Linked DNA regions of Mus musculus: region 1 is linked to region 2. A link is a contact called in public promoter capture Hi-C data. All regions are on one chromosome and are shown on one strand. Each heading gives the region's core, a stretch centred on a gene start, on an enhancer-like site or on the middle of the called end of the contact. The rest is flanking DNA. Distances are from core to core; before and after follow the strand shown.

Region 1 (6,289 bases), core at 3,417-5,916, 2.9 Mb after region 2:
AGTCTATGACTCGGACCCCCAGGTTCTGACTTCTGGGCTATGTGAATCTGAAGTAATGCCCCCTGGATGTATGGCTACAGAGGGCCCTGGGGACCTTGTGAGGATAATGGCTCTGCCTAGAACCTAGGAGGCTGCTGGAAGCCAGAAACTTGAGGCTGCACTGGGCTAGATTTCCTGAGGATGGATTGGAAAAAAAAAAAAAAAAAGGGCTGACCTTAGAGAACTGGGGGTAGGGGCATTGGATAAGTTGGCATTTCCCTACTTGAATTAAAACTATTAAGAATGGTCTCAGGGTGACTCTTAGTACAGGGCACTTAGCTATCATGCCTGGGGCTCCCACAGACCATCTATCCCAGCATCCCCAAACCTCAAAACTTCCTGCAATTGTCACCAGATGTCTTGAGAGCACAAAGACTATGACTTCAAGGATCACAGCAAGGGAAGATGGGCAGACAGCTCTGTGTTACTCCCAGGTCACCTCTTCTAGGTAGCCTTCACAGTCTTTATACCTAGCTTCCGTGGACCGGGACACTGCCCTGTAGAATCTGACACCTTAGCATCCTGTGAGGATCAAGCCGGCAAGTACCTTACACCACACCTCTGTATGTTGGCTCCAGGTCCTGGGCCTCTTCTGATCAGGAAGGAAGGACGGACTCATAGTTTCGATTCCATTATATATCATCCTCTTGACAGCTATTATCCCCATTCTATACATGAAGACACTCAGAGGCAAGCTCAAGGTCAGACAGTGAAGAGACCCAGATTGGAAGGTAAGTGTTCTTGGATGGAGAGGTGTCTTTATATAGCTGGTAATGCCTTGGACGTCTCAGAGGCCTGGTCCTGAAAAGCACGTGAGCACCCTCTCTCTAGCTGCCACAAATCTGCTCAACAGCGTTGGAAAACAGTCCAGAGATGCTCAGGGGTTCTGCCCAGGATGGGGCTGATGGTGGCACTCTCCTCCCACCGGTGCTGCCCTCCCCTGCTGTGGAATGTGGAGCAGGCAGCAGTCCGGGTTCAACAGGAGGCAGGGTTAAGAGAAGGGGCCAGTGATTCCACTGATGAGTTACAGCATTACAGCTTTAATCCAGGAGGCCTGAGCTCCAGCCAATTGGGCAGCCAGAGGGAAGGGCTGTGGCCAGCTGTTGATAGAGCCCCCTCACTTGTCTCCACCTCAGCCCAAACTGGGCATATAGGAGGGGTCCCACCTTTCTGATTGGGGTCCTGGGCACAGAGGGACGACTTGAAAACAGAGACTGTGGCCTAGGCTCTCATCTTACTCCCAGTCTCCCAGTAAAAATAGCTCATGAATCCCAAGTCCTCCCTACCCACCCCTCATCCACGGCCTGGTTCCAGCTCAGCTCACGTTCCACTTCTCTGGGGCTCTGTCCTCAGCAGGGCCCAAGGCTTGGTTTGACTGGGGGCTGGCCTGATGACTAGGAGACCCTTGCCCACCCTCAGGGCTAGATGCAGGTACAGGACGGGGACTCTCCCAAAAAAAAAAAAAACCCAAAAAACGACATCACGGAAGGGACAGCAGAGCCACAGCTGTCTCTTCAGGCTCCTGGATAAGAGGGCTGTGGTGGCATATAAGGCGGAGGAGCTGAAAACCAAGGAGACAGGATAAGGGTCAGTGGGACACAGGAAGACAGGAAGTACTCTCCCCCCTTCATGATGCGCAGGTTCCATGGGAAGAAATGCCTAGAAGTTTCCAAGGAGACATGGAGGGACCCTGGGAAAGGTAATCCACCAGCGAAAGGAGTGGGGACAAGAAGGGACAAGGATTCCAGGTCGTGCATTTACCTGCAGGGTTGTAGATTGGGGGCCCAGCTGGGTAGAGGGGATACTGAGGAGCAGGGCCGCTAGGTGGGTACATGAAACCAGGCTGTGGAGGTGCAGGGCCAGCTTTGGGATCCGGGGGGTACTGGTATACTGGCTGCATTGGGATGCCTGTCATAGGAATCTCCTGGCCTAGAAGAGGGACAAGGATCCGCATTTAAATACCCAGCTCCCATAGAAACCTCCTCCCATCCAGGAGACCAAGGTAAGCACTCTGGCAACTGCCTGGCAGGCTGCTGGGTGGCCACTTGTAGCCTTTGCCTCCCAAAGTCTGCTTGCCCAGAGTTGAGCAGGGAGCTATGTATGAAGCTAAGCAGGTCAGTCTGTGTTGAGCAAGTTTGTTTCTCCCCCACTCCTACCCCACCCCTGCAAGCAGGTTAGAGAGCCTTCAGGAGGCAGGCTAGCCTGGGAGAGTCCCACTTGGGTAGAAGATGGGCAGCTCCAGATGCTGGTATCTTGTAATCCAACATAGCTGCCTCTAAGGTGGTCCTCCCCTCATGCTGATCTCCTGTATGGTGTCATCATCCCCATGTTTATCAGGCCTGGGCAGTTACATGCAACACTCAAACATACATCCGAAGTACTTGAACACGGCCCAGTTAGTGTTCACTACTACAGACCCCACTTCAGCCCCAGACGTGCTTATACCTACTGCACACTTACCACCGACGGATGCATTCCTGCGCACGACTGAAAGTTCATGTGCATGCACATACAAGGGCACACTGACTCGCTCCCATACATTCCTGGATGCAGTCTAACGCTCAAGGGTTCACTTGCACACATTTCCCACTGGCGATGCTCAGGCACACAGAAACCCTCACTACTACAGAATTCACCAGTCCTTCGTCCCTTTGGTGCCCATCACAGCAGTCAATCCAGCCCGTTTCAGACTCATCTTGCCTGACTCTGTGCGTACCTTCAAACGTGCTCTGGAGCTGCTGGCGCCTTCGGTATAGGTAACAACAGGAACAGAGGAAGCAGCAGATGGTGGTGGCAACCACAGCAACAAAGAGGATTACAGCAGAGGCGATGCCTGCTATGGTCTTGGGACTTTAGACAAAAAACAGGTCCTCTCACCTTCCAACATTCATAAGAGGAACTCCTCACGGAGCTGACTCCAACTCTTGGCCAGCAGGGAGCCACAGCATGCTATGTCTTGGGGTTCCCTGTGGGATTAATTCTGCCCACCTTGTTAAGTAGCTCTAAGAGACCTCTACTTCCCAGGAGGCCATGCTGTCTGGGTAGCTGGCATGAGGCATGCTGGGATTTGTAGTGTGCCCACCTACCACTGCTTTTATATTGGTTAGGTTTAAAGTATGTTGGCCTCAATGGAGCCTTTGAAATAATGAAGGGCCATTATCATCAAATCTTACAAGAGCTTGCAATCCCCTTATATCAGTTTTATGTGTTTGCAGCTCCCTTTAAAAAGTTTGAAACCACTAATTTGGGGGCTGGGAGTGTAGCTTAAAGTAGCATGTTGGCCTGTTTGAGGGCCTACCCTTAGCCCTGGGCTGGATGGGGGAAGGATTAGCAAAACTTTTAATTTTGGCAACTGTTTCTTTTCTTTTCTTTTCTTTTCTTTTCTTTTCTTTTCTTTTCTTTTCTTTTCTTTTCTTATTTGTTTGTTTATTTATTTATTTATTTATTTATTTGGTGGTGTTATCGTTTTTGAGATAGTCTCACTTTGTAGCCCAGGCTGGTCTGGAACTCTTTAGTGATGATCTTCCCGCCTCAGCCTTCTGAGTGCTGGGATTACAGGTGCGAGCCACCAGGCCGGGCTAGCAACTTCCATATTATTTTAAAAGGTAGCGGTACTCTATAGAGGGCAAGCGCCTTAGCTGGATCACAGTGCACCAGCCTGGAAACAAAACCCAAGTCTTCCTGCCCTCTCACCAGAGCGTCTACCAAGGCACTCTGCTGTTTGAATGTTAGTGTTAACTCAGCACACTCCCTCCCAGGACCTGTCAGGATCCAGAAAGCCCCTGGAAACAGCCCAGGCAAGCCCATGGTAACTAACACCAACCACCCAGCTCTGTCACCATTTGGAGTCCTGGTGACTCCTGCAGTTAAGAATGTGGAGGTGGGCACTGGAGCCAGCAGGAGGCCTCCGGAGAGGGGGTGGAGTGGGAGTCCGCAGCCCACCTGAAGGCCAGGCAGTGTTTCTGCTGTCTCTCGGTGATGAGTAAGGTCAGGTCCCTGCAGCAGTACCGCTGGTAGCAGGTCCCGCAGCAGAAGGTGAAGAACTCGCAGTCAAATCCCGGATGCCAGGAGCCATTCCGGTCCAGATACCACAAGCAGTCCTCACTCGCCAGCGCTGCGGGCAGGGGTGGAGGTGCCCAGTGGACACCAGTCCAATTCAGTTCTAGCCACCCTCAATCTCACTGCCTTGACAAGCTGAAAGCTCACTTTTGTTTCTACCCTAAGCTAGAAGTCCTAGAAGCCCCTTTCTCCCTGAAGCTGAACCCCGCGCCTGGGGGTCAGGTTCCCGCTGCCTGACCTCTCAGCGCCCTTTCTTTCCTGCTCCGGGAACAACCGCAAGCATCTGGGGGGCATGGACACCCGGAAGATAGCCTCTGAGGACATGGCTGGTCCCTTTCACCTCTCCCTGATCTCGCCCCACCCCACCCATCTCGTGTCGCTCTCCATCCCTTACCCAGAGGAGCCCCAAGCACCAGCAGGACGACGGCTGCGAGCGGCGCGGTCCCGCGGGGCCCCGCGGGCGGCATGGCGAGAGGGGGCTGGGCGCGGCCAGGACGGCCTGGAAAAGGGGCCGCAGGACAAAGCTGGACGAAGCCGGCCGGCGGGAGCTGCAGCACCGCCCAGCCCGCGGCCAGGCTCTGGCTCCTCTCCCGCCTTCTTGGGGCGGGACTAACGCCCCGCCTGCAGTAACCCTGCCAGGGCCCCGCCCAGGGGTCTGCCCACCAGCGACGCCCACCCAGCCTCAGCACCGGCCTGGTACCCCTCACCCCAAGACACAGCCCTGCTCTCTCTGTCCACAACAGTGTGGTGACTCCTTTAGTCTGAGCCCTTAAGGGCACAGCCAACAGCTGGTCACTGCGGTCAGGGAGGCCTGGCAGTACCCTGTGCCCGCCTCTCTCCTGAGACCAATCATTATCCCAGACCCCAGAAACACTGATCCTGGTGCCACCTCCTAATGAACAGCTCATGGGCCAACTCTGGAGGGGCAGGGCCGCACCTTCCCTTGTGTGGGACCTCCTCTGCTCTGGTGTCCAGTCTTGGACGTCCTGCAGGGGGAGGATGGGGCAGCGTCACCCTGCCCCCATTCCTAGAAACAGGCATCCATTGAGAGGAAGTTCAGAGAAGCTTTGTCCCCATCGGTGCCCACAGGGCCTGGGCCCTGGCAGCTGCACTGGCTCCTGAGATGGCCCCTTCTCCCTCTGAATGGACAGCTCCAACTATAGCCTCACTCCTCACCGGTAGGGGTGGCCGCCGCCACTTGAGACACAGCCAGTTAAACACTTTACAGTGGAAACTCTTTTTCTTCATGGAGCAAGCCTGCAAAAAATACTACATAAGCTATCAGGGTCAACAGTTAGTTACAGGTGGAAAGTCTCAAAGAAGAAAGTCAATGTACCTTTACCAACTCGTGTGGAGTTGATGCAGGACTCAGCGTCAGAGCCTGGGGCTCCAACGAGCCAGGTTTAGACAATTACCCTCAATAGACAATTAAAATAACCAAATTAATAGTGAAATGTATTCAATATGGCCACACTGGAAAGAGGGTCATGGAGATCTAGTGATTCCTTTCCATGCCCTAGTCCTGTGGGTCTCAGCCTTCCTACTGTGGCAACCCTTTGACACAGTTCCTCAAACTGTGGTGACTCCCAACCATAATATTATTTTCATTGCTACTTCATAATTGTAATTTTGCTACTGTTATGAATGTAATGTAAATATCTGTTTTCTGATGGTCTTGGGCAACCCTTGTGTGAAAGGGTGCTTCTAACCCCAAGAGGGGTCTCGGCACAAAGATCCTAGTCCATCTCAAGTAAGGGCAAAGCTTAAATAGAGAGTAAGATATTTGACTAAGTGGTCCAGGCAAGATGTGATTCCCCTGCCCATTACTGCCTTGGCTCCTAGTTGCTCCTGCAAGGTTACTGACAAACTGTAAAGTCTTTCACCAGGAGATATGTGCCTTTTCTGTATGCCCCTGGGCCTTCACCAATTCCTCACCCAGCGGAAAGTTCCTGGGGTCCATTTCTTGGAGTCCATTCTTTCAATACTCTGACAGCTAAAGAGGAAGCAAAAGTCCCTAAGCATTCGTTCACTGCTGCCAGACAGACAGGTAGTTACAGAATGTGGAGTAGTCATGCTCCACCTGCATGCAGTTCCCTGACCAGGACTACCGATCAGCTGAGGCAGAGTAATGGCTACCTTAGTCTCCTGCCATGGACACTTAAGAAAATATTTTTTATGTGTCTGAGTATTT
Region 2 (6,176 bases), core at 3,605-6,104:
AGAGTGCTGGGATCAAAGGTGTAAACTCCCTTTGACTGGATAATTTTTGCATTCGTGTCAAATTTTTGAAGGCAGAATTATAGGGGTAGGCTGAGTTATGCTCCAGCCAGGTAAATGATAGCTGTTTATTAATATGTGCAAGTGGCCAATCACTACAGAATCCATTTTGTAAGCCTTAATGACTAACAAAAAACTGCCTTTATCTGTTACATGTTACAGCAGATTAAGGATTAAGGGGAAATTGGAAGGCAAATAGACCACTGTCAATCTGGAGTCTGGGGCCACTGAAATACTTTCATGTCACATAGCTCATTAGCGTTGATTGCATAGGAGGGCCAGCACTCATGAGGATACCTCTCGAGGAGGTAAAAGAGTACTCAAGCTTGCTAAGAGTAACCCTGAATGAGGGATTCTCCAGGGATGGGCTTGCTGACACTGTCTAATCTCTGTTTCTGTTACCTTAACTCCATTTCTGAGCTTGAGGTGACAACACAAGCTCTGTTTTCCTTGTTACCCAAGACTTCAGGTTCCTCATCAGTGCAATGCCACAAAGGACCGGTTTGTTACAAATATAATCTTACCCTGCCCCTGCCCCATGATAGACATAGTGACTTGATATATGCCTGGATCTGTTGAAGGTATCAAAGGCCAAAGTGGACAGAAAAGCTGCTACTTAGAGAAGTGGACACCTGCAGCTTGCCCTACTTTGGAGCAACTATGCACTGCCTTCTGAAACTAGACCCATCTAATCACTTGCCACAACCCTGATTAGAAATGCCTATAATGAGTTAACTGCTCATTTACCCTTCCTTTTCTCTTTCTTAGAAATAATTAGTCACTCAAAGACTAATTTATGGATGCTACTAAGACTTGATACCTAGTTGGATGTTCTGTCTCATTCTCTATGATCCTCCTAGCTGACCAGTGAAGGACTGGAAATCATGTCCAAATGTTCTCTTTGGCCATCCTGAATTAGGCTCTATTGAAATAGATCAAAAATAGTTGTGAATATCAGGCTGAATTTTTCTTAATATTATACTGCTGGAGATTTCCTGTATGGTGCAACTAAAAATTGTTTCTATGAGCCAGATGCTGCAGGCCTTTGTAGAGCTGTTTTCTTATGTATTTCCTTGCTAATTGTATTGCTTGCTCTGACTTTAGTTTGCCGCCTAATGCCTCTGTATAAATATGCACGATGTCTTTCTTAAGAGTGGGAATGATATAGAAACGTGAACTATTTTGGACAGTATAAGGTGCTCATTACTTATCTGGAGTGCCAATTATTAAAGGTGTCAACTTGTAATCAAACCACTTTTTTCCATCATAATCAATGGTTAGATTGGCATTTCTGTGTTAATTTGTAACCTGAAAACTCAGTTGGTCAGGGTACCTACGGGAGCAGTCAGTGAAAGAGGTAAATGAACTGAGTCATCTAGACTGTATTCTGTTATCTTAAGATTTAAATCAACTCAGGAGATTTCCTTGTGTTTTATATTGAAGGAGATTTGAAAAACAAGTACCAAATACCAAGGTATCTTTTGAAATTATGAAGTTTAACTTTTAAAAATATAGCATTTAGTAGAAAGCTTGTATCTTGTCTTAATTTCAGTCTATCCTCAGCAAATGTGACTGTTTTCATTATCAGTTTTCATTTATAGATTAGAACTTCATTTTAAAAGTAACATTGGGGGGAGTAACATTCACATAACTTTATAAATGAGCGCCTTTCTTTTATTACTTAAGCAGCTAACTGTCCCCATTCTCCCCCTCCAGGCATTGTGTTACCCTCATTTAGGTTATAGCCAGGAGGCTTTTCTTCACCTTGTTCTCTGTTTATACTTCCTAGTTCATATTTCACAGCAGCCCATTTACAGATGCCCCTCAGAAGTTGAACAGATTCTATGGAGTCACCAGGGAAGTGGCTGTTTGTTCTTTCTACTCAGGATTTTATTCACTAAACACACACAGTAGTAGCCCTCGTCAGCATCACACCTTATCTGGGGCGCCAAGCTAATAAGAAAGAGTATGTCACTTAAGGAACAGTGGGGCTTGAACAGGGGGTGTCTTGTTCCCTGTTAATCATAGTGACTGATTAGTCTAACATGGAAGACTGAAAGGGCCAGTACCCTTACTTTGTTGTGATCACCAGAGAGCCTGGTTATCAGCTTAGCAATTGTGTAGAAGCTCATCCATTGACACTCCCTTGGAACACACTGGGACAATGCCGAAACGATACTGAGTAGGGATTTGGAGTACGGATGGGCGGTTGCTTCAGCGAAGAGTGACTGGGAGTTGGGTTGTGTGTTTTTCTTCAAAGGCAGACATCCTTAGCCTATGTGTGCCTGCCTGAAATACTAAAGGAAATCTTTTGGTGTCTAATCTCTTTAGCAGGAGGAGCCATCTCAGAACTGCTGTGAAGACCGTGGAACCCTTGGTTCTTCTCACTCTGTCATCAGGTAGCCTTTGGACAGCGTGGCCAATCATCTGAGATTGGCTTTAGTTGAAAACAAAGGCCTCTGCCTCCCACCCAGGAGGTGAAGGAGTGGATTTTGTGTTTGAATGAGGAAGTGAATTATGGAAGAAGAGCACACGGCCCTGCCTTCCTTTCAAGCAGAAGTCCAAACAGGCTCTCAGGAACGCGGATGCGCGAAGACGGCAGGAGGCTTGACCCACTTCAACTTCACACCAGGTTGTGTTGCTGGTGAAGAGTGCCCGTGTTTTGTTCACCTAACTGTTGGAGTCCCATCTTTGGACGTGTCATTTCCCATGTCCTGCTTGCCTTCCGTCCTCCATGCATGTCCTCGAGTGACTTGTTCTTTTCTGAAAATTTGCTACCAGCACCTAGGAAGACTGATGCATCTTCTGTTTCTTTCATTCATAACTTTCCCCTCCCAGTGCTTCCTGTAGCTCCATATTGTGTATAAAGGTTGGGCAGAGAAGCAAGTGCTCGAAAGATTTCAGACTGGCAGGAAAGGAAGGAGGAACGAAGGCCCCTATCACGCTATCTTACCATGCCCTTTGCTCAGGAGGCTGGGCTCTAGAGAATCAGGGGTTCCCTTGCATTGCATGTTTTCCAGTATTAGATCCGTTTGAATAATCATGGCTTTTGGATATGATTAGTTTTATCCATCTCCAGCTAAGAATCATCAGTAGTTTGTGTATCGCTTTACCTGTGTTGACTTCCAGAGTTAGAAACAAAGCAAGGTGTGTTTCTCCACGAGGTTCTTTTTTATGGGTGTGGGGCACTATGCAAGGACTGACATGAGAGACCTCCACCCCCAAATCAAAGCAACAGCAGCCCACTTCAAATCAAAGATGAGGTTCGTTCCTTAAATCCTTGCCTGTGGAGAACCTGTCCCCGGCAGCCATAGTTTGTCCTTTCCTGGAGCTACGCCCCATTACTGTCTTCACTCACTTCCTTTCTGTGAAAGGTTGCTTAGCTTTTACCCTTCTCTTTCTCACCTTGGCTCTCTCTGCATTTGCTGTTCTTTTAATAAAAATAGCAAATTGAATGGATTTGTACAATAAGTGTTTGAAATTTTCTGAAAATCCAAAGTCAGGAAGCCAAGTGTGCGAAGGGTTAGTGACGCCTCTGGCAATAGCTTTGGCTTGCCCTGGGCCATACTCTGTCAGCACTGAAAGGAGGTTTAAATACTATGCTAATTGTGAAATCTCTTATCAGTTGGTGGAGGCTCCTTCAGACAGCCAAACCCGTTGATTACATTGTACTGTGGTAGATGTGACAGGGACACGCTGGAAGTTTCTAGTTCTGTTGCTCCTGTGCTGCTTCCAAGTGTGAGTGAGACCAATGGTTGTGATTGGTAAGTGGCTCACGGGATGTTTTTATTTGTAGACATTACCTCCATGTCATGTCTCTGTACAGCACACTGCAGTGGTGTGCAAGCTGATGCAGGGGTTTCTGCCTTCCCTGTGTGAAGTGGCTTGATTTCCCTCCATCTGGATGCTAATGCTGTGTCCCATTTCCATTAATGAGCTACTGAGTAAATCAGCTCAAACCCTGCCAGATTGTCTCTGGCAGCAGCTCCTAATAATTATTTATGCTTTGGGAATCTTTTTGTCGGCTTCTAGAACCTTCCGTCCACTCTCAGCTTAGGTTTTTGATTTGTGTAATATATGTATATTCTTTTTCCTTGCTGTCGTCCTCCCTGCCTCTCCGTTTTGTTTCTTAAAATGTTCTGTAGTTTTGTACAAGATGAGACTTAGCCTTGGGTACTTCTTGCTAAAGCTTTAATGCTTTGTAAATAAAATTGGATGTTTATTAAACCACAAGTATACATGCTTGTTTGTAAACACTGCCTGCTTCTGGAACTCAGCAGCCATCTTTGTGTTTGTACAGTAGAAAATACGTGTGGATTTTAGATCTTTCTCTGTGGTCATTTGGATCTGGAAAGGTCAGGCAGTTTGGAGTCCTTCCGTTGTCCAAACTAGAAATAAATGATTTGAGCCAAAAGCTGATGTTAATGAAAACAGTCACATAGGGTTTTCTTATTATAAGCTTTGAAGAGGCCACAGTGCTAGGCATTCAGGGAGGTTATAGTAGTGCACCTAGAGGTTCTAGCCTTCCAAGGATCTTTGTTAGTCTAAATGTAGTTAATATTCTTCCTTGTTAATCCTGTTCTCTGATGAAGTAATTTTAACATCAATACAGAATAGTTGTTATCTCATAAAGAATAAGATATCTCAGAGACTCAAGTAGTATGGTTTCAAAGATTACCAAATCTGTCTGCTTGCTACTCTGTTCTGTCGCTAAGAACCCATCTTTAGCATCATAGCTGCTTCATAGCAACCTTCATTGATGCGAACAATGAGCTCTTCTGTGCTGCGGGGGTAAATAGAGCAGACCAGAGTCAGGCAGCACCAGTCCGCCTCACACTAGGCAGGTCCTGATTCACTTAGAACAGGACGAGCTGCCTCTGCCATAGCGTACTCACTTGCTCCTTTGGAAGGGTGTGTTGGACTAAGTCTCTAACCTGGGCTGGTCTCACATGGGTGTATAGCTGAAGCTGACCTGGAACTTGTGATCTTCGTGAGTGCTGGGAGAAGGGCTGTGCAAACTCCCAGTTTATGTGGTGATGGGGATCAAAACCGAGCTTCATGCAGGTGCAGAACGCGTGCTGCCACACTCCACTAAAGCTTTTTCTTTTCAGGAGACAGGTCTTAGAGTTAGCCCGTTTAGCCCAGGCTAGCCTTGAATTTGCCAGCAGTCCTGCCTCTTTGAGGCTGCTGTCACCATACCTTGCTTTCCATTTCTTTGAAAGTCTATACAGTGAAGGTAGTTAAACCTGGGAATGGGGCTTTCAGGTGCAGTGTTCAAAGGGACCTACCTGAAATGGACAAGGGGGGAGTCACGTGGCTCCAGCCCAGAGTTGTCTGTTTTTTTCAAGACGGTTTCTTGGTGTAACAGCGCTGGTTATCCTGGAACTCGATCTGTGGACCAGGCTGGCCTTGAATTCACAGAGATCCACCTGCCTCTGTCTCCTGAGTTCTGGGATCAAAGGTATGCGCCACCAGGCCCAGCCAAAGTTATCTTTCTAATAGAGGTGGTTTAGGAATATTCACAGTAAATTATTCAAGATATTCGAATTAACATCCTAGCCCAACCTTGCCTCACCCCTTTTGTAAGACTGGTTTTGTATCTGATCAGATTTAGTACGGGACTTTGAAACTCTCCCACAGTTTGGGAGGGAGGGAAAGAGTTAGCTTATACACCTGGGTAACATGGAAATTCACTTCAGCTTCTCAGGTCTTTTCCTTTTTTCCTTCTAAAGCCTGTGGGTTTAAGTTCATTAGGAAGCGACCAGAATTGTGCCCTGGAAGACGCCCCTGGCAGGCTTAAGCAAGCAAGCTTAGAGAGTCAAGCGACAATACTGTAAAAAGTCTTCCTGCCTGTGGCCTTACCTAAGACTATGGACCCCGCTTCTGTGCACATCTGTGCATGTGTCTGTTTTGCTGACAACTGTACATTATAATCTCTCAATGCTCAGGGCTATTCCAAGCTGGAGGCTCTGTTGTGGTACAATAGAACATTCATCTGGAATGCCTGCTAGTAAAATACTGAGTCATGAAGACTGGGGCCATCGTTTTTATCCTTAGGAGTCTGTTATCAATAACCTACCTGCCTTTGGTGTTGATGACACTGGACATCCCTGAGGAGC

What was found. Promoter capture Hi-C pulls out the DNA fragments that hold promoters and counts their contacts.
Region 1: a contact with region 2 is called in a promoter capture Hi-C map of liver, with 4 times the contacts expected there. The contact joins the promoter of Shisa4 here to the promoter of Tmem81 in region 2. A contact is called at or near these places in 2 of 39 promoter capture datasets (hippocampal neurons and liver).

What each region holds. Positions count from the first base shown.
Region 1 is chr1:135,370,397-135,376,685 of GRCm38.p6, forward strand. Shisa4 (shisa family member 4) reads right to left here and starts at 4,667. Exons shown (of 5, transcript NM_175259.4): 1 at 4,493-4,667; 2 at 3,982-4,153; 3 at 2,756-2,889; 4 at 1,801-1,968; 5 at 1,060-1,600. The coding sequence starts at 4,565. The coding sequence ends at 1,554.
Region 2 is chr1:132,501,376-132,507,551 of GRCm38.p6, forward strand. Tmem81 (transmembrane protein 81) reads left to right here and starts at 4,855. Exons shown (of 2, transcript NM_029025.3): 1 at 4,855-5,121; 2 at 5,790-6,176. The coding sequence starts at 6,083. It overlaps Rbbp5 (retinoblastoma binding protein 5, histone lysine methyltransferase complex subunit), which reads left to right. Exons shown (of 14, transcript NM_172517.2): 14 at 2,389-4,290. The coding sequence ends at 2,417.